Linked DNA regions of Mus musculus: region 1 is linked to region 2. Evidence: chromatin contacts called from public Hi-C data. All regions are on one chromosome and are shown on one strand. Each heading gives the region's core, a stretch centred on a gene start, on an enhancer-like site or on the middle of the called end of the contact. The rest is flanking DNA. Distances are from core to core; before and after follow the strand shown.

Evidence for each region. A called contact is a pair of places that touch in the nucleus more often than the background predicts.
Region 1: a Hi-C map of CD8 T cells shows a contact between it and region 2, with 2.2 times the contacts expected there. The contact joins the promoter of 4930453N24Rik here to the enhancer-like site in region 2. A contact is called at or near these places in 19 of 39 promoter capture datasets (the 3T3-L1 cell line, 3T3-L1-derived adipocytes, the C10 cell line and 12 more), 2 of 15 datasets of contacts at CTCF or cohesin (CD8 T cells and the NIH/3T3 cell line), 51 of 484 Hi-C or Micro-C datasets (3T3-L1-derived adipocytes, the AML12 cell line, the C10 cell line and 32 more), 19 of 115 datasets of contacts at active chromatin or transcription factors (the 230-238 cell line, CD8 T cells, the SCID.adh cell line and 10 more) and 3 of 9 other capture datasets (adipose tissue, liver and pancreatic islet).

Annotation. Positions count from the first base shown.
Region 1 is chr16:64,769,418-64,772,355 of GRCm38.p6, forward strand. 4930453N24Rik (RIKEN cDNA 4930453N24 gene) reads right to left here and starts at 1,522. Exons shown (of 3, transcript NM_026273.2): 1 at 1,320-1,522. The coding sequence starts at 1,446.
Region 2 is chr16:64,835,634-64,838,430 of GRCm38.p6, forward strand. The region is part of intron 1 of Zfp654 (zinc finger protein 654); the gene reads right to left. Among named protein-coding and RNA genes, the nearest start is that of Zfp654, 15 kb to the right of the region's middle. Within about 2 kb of position 1,293, at least 49 of the 459 cell types and tissues checked have an H3K27ac peak or open chromatin away from gene starts, as enhancers often do. A contact at or near this core is called in CD8 T cells, CD8 central memory T cells, the G1E-ER4 cell line and 11 more, where this site is marked.

The DNA.
Region 1 (2,938 bases), core at 272-2,771, 66 kb before region 2:
CCAGGCTGGCCTCAAACTCAGAGATCCACCTGCCTCTGCCTCCCCAGTGCTGGGATTAAAGGCGAGCGCCACCACGCCCGGCTCATCTGTCTGCTTTTTTAATCCCTTAAATTTTAAACTTCCTTTACCTTGCTAGGCAGTGGTGGTACACACCCTTAGACCCAGCAGAAGCAGCCAGATCTCTTGAGTTCGAGGCCAGCCTGGTCTACAAAGTGAATCAAAGACAGCCAGGACTACACAGTGACCCAGAAAATTTCTGACCCAGAAAAAAAATGTATTTCTATGCCCCAAATACCTAAGATCCATAAACCTTGAAAAAAATGATTAAAATCACAATATATGATACCAAGGAATGTTGTCAAACTTCTGATTTTACAGATAATCGAAGCTGAAAAACAGCAGCATCAAGATGTTTTTAAACTAAAAAGTTGGGCTGAAAGCACAGACCAAATATCTTTCAAATAGACTACTGCTGCAAAATAGCAAGAATTAAAAAAAAGAAAAAGAAAAAGACAATGCACTCATTACATCTACCTTCCAAAGATCTTATTCCACAGACACACAGTATCTTTGATGCCCCTATTTCCAACTTCCCTAAAGACGCTATCACCTTTTCCCCATCCATTTCAGAATAGCTACTAAATTTGGTGGTTTGTTTTGGAGGCTTGAGGGTGTTCTTCTTTTTGTTTTGTCTGTCATTTTCTATCCCTTTCTTTTCAACAACATTCGTTTCACTAATGTATTTTAGTAAGGATATTTTTAATGTCTTATAAATGCAACGTACATATGTCCGTTTTGTCTTTTATACAACCTTTTGATTTAAAAAACAAAAACAAAAGAAGCTGTGGTCTTGCTACTTCCCAACTAGGAATGAATGTAGGACGAAGAGGCTGAGCATTCCTTGACATACGTGGATTAAAACTGTCCGCCTTTTATTTGTTTCGGTGGGTATTTACCTAAGACACTGACAAATAGTGTTTATTATTTCCCTTCGGGCTGAAAGAAAACAGCAGGAGCTGACTGATCTCCGTGGAGATCGAAACTGAAAACTGAAACATACTCTGGGATGCTCTTAAAAATCATGGGAATGGGCTCATCTGGTGCTCATCCGGGTCCGCATGTCCGCAAAAGTTTGCCCAGCCGGTACCACGGTCCGACTCACCAGCGCGCCGGGACCCGGCTCGGCCGGCGGGCGGGGAGGCTGCAGAGCTGTGCAGCGCCAACCCGGAGGCCTTCCCTGGGCTTCGGCGACAACCGGACCCGACCGGACCCGACCGGACCCGACCCCTGGGGGTGACAAGGCCCCTGCCGGCGCCTACCTTGGCGGTCCACAGGCTGCACCAGGCGGTTGGTGACGGTGTCGCAAAGGGCCATGATCTCGTCGTTGTCCAGCAGGCCGAGTAGGTTTCGGCAGCCCTCCGACTCTAAGTGGCTGAGCCCCGACATCTCGCCCCCGGGGATGGGGGGCAGAGGACGACGCCACCAGTGTCGCCCTCACGGCCCGCGGGCCGGCCGGCGCCTTGGCAACAGACACCGGAAGTGCCTTTTCAATCCCTCGCAAGCGCCGGAAGGGTCTCGGAGATTCCAGCCCCTCTCTGGGCGGAAGTGCTAGCTCAGAAAGTCAGCGAGGAAATGTGGTTCCGACTTGGGGCTCCGGCCTCTATTGGAGTAGAGTTCCACAGTTCGCGGTTTAAAGAAGTGTCCTGAGCATCTATCCACCTTCCACTCGAGGCTGGGCTAGAAACGAACCTGGGGGTGGGGGGTGGGGGGGAGCGCCTCCGAAGGGGCGACTTAAAGTGCGGCGCATGCGCGCGCGTGCCTGATGGTGGAGGCAGGGGTGGAGAGGCCAAGAGAGCTTCCATCATACCCCTGTACTTTTGAAGGTCTGTCCTCTTCTAGCCGCTTCTGAGTTAGGGGAGCCATCACTTTGATATTCTTTAGCTACAAAGATTAGACTACACTTTGAAACGCTCTAGGTTTTAAAAGGACTATAACTTGCTTCTCCGCCTTTGAGATAGCTAGATAATTAATTTAACCCAATTAATTGAATCTCAGTTGAACCTCAATTGCCAGCTGGTTGGTCATTAAGTATACTTGAAACAACCTGGGACTTCAGATTTGCATCTAATGTGGAGCTGGAGGGGCAGGGTGCCACACAATCTTGGGACTACGCCTCTAGCTGCAGGACCTGCCTGCCATTAGATTTGAATTAGTGGCTGGTGTCCCCTAAATGCAGTTAGTAGTCATTTGGTTGGTGTGGGGAAACACCGTGGGTGGAAAGTGATTTGTGTTATGAATATTAGAAGGAGAAACTGGATTTCTATTAGAGTTGCTGCTTCTGCTTCTTCTTCTTCTTCTTCTTCTTCTTCTTCTTCTTCTTCTTCTTCTTCTTCTTCTTCTTCTGTTTCTTTTTTCTTTTCTTTTCTTTTTTTTTTTTTTTTTTTTTTTGGTTTTTCTAGACAGGGTTTCTCTGTGTAACCCTGGCGGTCCTAGAACTCACTTTGTAGACCAGAATGGCCTCAAACTCAGAAATCCGCCTGCCTCTGCCTCCCGTGTGCTGGGATTAAAGGCGTGCACCACATTGCCCGGCTCTAGAGTTTTTTTTTTTTTTTTTCTAAATACAGAACTATTGAGATTTGGGGCAGGGTAATTTATTGCTGTAGAGGTTGCAGGATGCCTAACACCATCCCTACATTTCCACAAAGAATAGTGTGCCCCTTCTCTCACTTGATACAAGTGAAAATACCTCCAGGCTAACAAACGTTCCCTGAGAAGGAAAATCATGCCCAGGTGAGCCATTGATTCAAACCCTGCCCAAGGTGGTTTCTGAGATGATGAAAATATTGTTGTATTGCCCATACTAACGACTGTCCACATCTGGATTTTGAGATCTCGAAATATAGTAGTAAAACCGAAGAACAATTTCAAATTTTGTGTG
Region 2 (2,797 bases), core at 43-2,542:
TTCTCAAAGATAGAATTAGGGAGGACCAAAGCACTAATTGCTACTCACTAGAAAGAGAATCTTTGGTGATTTCAAAGGTACCTGACTGAGGGAAAAACATAACTATAGGAGAGAAATATCAAAACTGAGCCAGAGGGAAATCCAACCATGATAGATAAAGTAGTCTTCTAAAAACTGATGAAAAATAATAAAAGAACGTAGGAAACCTCACCTTGAACACTGAGAAATTTATACAAAGTAGCAAAAAAGTTGTACACATCTGACAGGTAGCAAAAAAGAGATTATATTAAATTATCTGAAGTATTTCAAGTACATCTTGAGTACATATTTAATATAAATTGCAATTATTTGATCAGTATAGTGAAATAAATGAAAGGCCTAGGGAGAAGAAAAGCAATAATGAAGAGAAAGTAGGAGGTCTGCTTTTGGCCAATAACTTTTCCTTAACTGAGGAAGAGAAGAGTGGGAAATTTTGTTTGATACTAACAACATCTTGATTCAAAGTCCTTGACATTTTAGTCTCTTGGCATCAGAGGTGTGAGATAATGACAGAGCAAAAAGCAAAGAGAAAGGAATAGGAAGGCAGGAGGGCCAGTTCACAAGTAATCTAAAAAGTAAACAAACCCAACCTCAGTTATGTTTATTGATAGTAAAGCATTTGACACCCTACTACTGCTCACAGAAATGTGACAAAACAGGATGTTGATCATGCCAACAAAGTGAAACTATCTAGGGCATAGAAGGAGTAAAAGCAAAGCAAAGAGACTGAAAGGAATATAAACCAGATGAGGTACTCTTCAGCTGAAGAGATAGCTCAGCATACTGTTCTTGCAACCCAACTTCAGTTCCCAGGACCCGCATTAGGTAGCTCACAATCTGTAACTCCATTGCCAGGAGATTGGATATCTTCCTTTGGCTTCTACCAGTACTTGTACCCATCTGCTCACAGACTCGATTTTAAGGTAAATCTATTTGTTTGTTTGTTTGTTTGTTTGTTAAAGAAGCTTTCACTAGATTCCAAAAGATGTATTTTTTTTTTCAAAAACATCTAAACGAACTTCATTTCTTGGTTGTTATGTAAATGTTGTAAACATGGAAACAAAAGGGTGCTTTTATGATTTAATTCAGTAAGTTTAAAATGTCAGAAGAGCAGCAACAGCCCAGGTAACAGTGTGAAAAGTGTCTTAGCACAAGAGTGAAAATAAAAAGCAAGAACATAACCCTGGCCTGTGAAGGCTAGAGGACAGCAGCTGCAGTCGGGCTTCTTCAGACAGTGCGTGCTGTGCTACTGCACAGACTCCATGTGTGCTACTGCACAGACTCCATGTGTGCTACTGCACAGACTCCATGTGTGCTACTGCACAGACTCCATGTGTGCTACTGCACAGACTCCATGCTTACTGTAGCAAAAATACCAGAACCCCACAGAAGAAATATATGTTAGCAGTAGAGATATGTAGTACAAGTAGTATGCCCTACTTCTAATGCAAGAACCATCAATTAAGACCTCATGGTACCTGTGATTGCAAACCACTGATTTCATAAAATTTTAAAAGGAAAAATGCAAACTACTTTCAGGATGTAAAAATGTTTAGAGATAAAAACTATCTGCTCCCACCCCCACCCCCAAAATCAGTACAAACCACTTGATGGGGCTTTCTAGTAAGCTCTAGAAATGCAAGCTCTAGAGGAGAGAGAACTCAGTCAGCAGAAAGCCTGCTACACAAGCTTGAGGACTGAGTTCAGATCCCTAACACGTGAAAGCTAGACACGGCAGCGTAAGTATGTTGGCCTAGTGCATGACAAATGCATTTCCAGAGCTCTTTACCCAGCCAGCCTGAGCTCCAGGGCAGGAAAATCCTGTTTCAAAAATTAAGAACTGTGCATAATGGTGCATGACTTAATGATGCAGAGGCAGGCAGATCTCTGAGTTCTGAAGCCAGTCGGGTCTACAGAGAGAGTTCTAAGACAGCCAGAGCTAAATAGAGGGACCCTGTCCTTAAAAAAAAAAATTAAGGTGAAAAGCGATTGAGAAAGACATCTGAAGTTGACCTCTGGCCCCCACATGCATGTACACATAGAGGCAATAAATAAATAAACACTGTGTATTCGAATAATTGATAATAATGAGTCATAAAGCTGAAAACAAATTTACTTCATTTTTTATATGTTATGATTTGTATATAAAGTGTCTCCAAAATCCCGTGTTAAAATCATGGATGTTTTGACCTAAAAAGTGGATTAATCCACAAATAGTTTCATAATCTAATAGCATTATTGGAGGTGATCACATTTTTCAGAGGTGAGACCTAGATGGAGACATGTTAATGATTGTATCTGGTCACTGACTCCTCCCACCTGTTCTGCTTCCTGGCTATCATGAATTGAGCAGCTCTTTTCTACCAATCTTGATTCATCTCATGCCCAAAGCAATACAAACCACCCAACCATGCTCTAAAATCTCTGGTAAAAGGAGACAAATCAATTGAACAAATTGACACACTATTAATCAGTAGATTAAATTTGATAAATTTAAACATCTATACTAGGGCTATTTAAATTAAAACCTAAAAGAAAATTTTTAACTTGAAAACTGATCATAGTGAACAGTGATAAACTTAGTAGAAGAACTCAATGAATGCAGGCTCTCGGTTTGATCCTTCTTACCACAAAGGGGCAAAGGCAACAACGAAAGGAAAATGCAGCAAACTTTAATAGGCATGTGTTAACTCCACAGAGCCTCTACTAAGATTTTCAACTGAAGCACTACTGATGAAAAGAAGCAAGCTCTGTATCT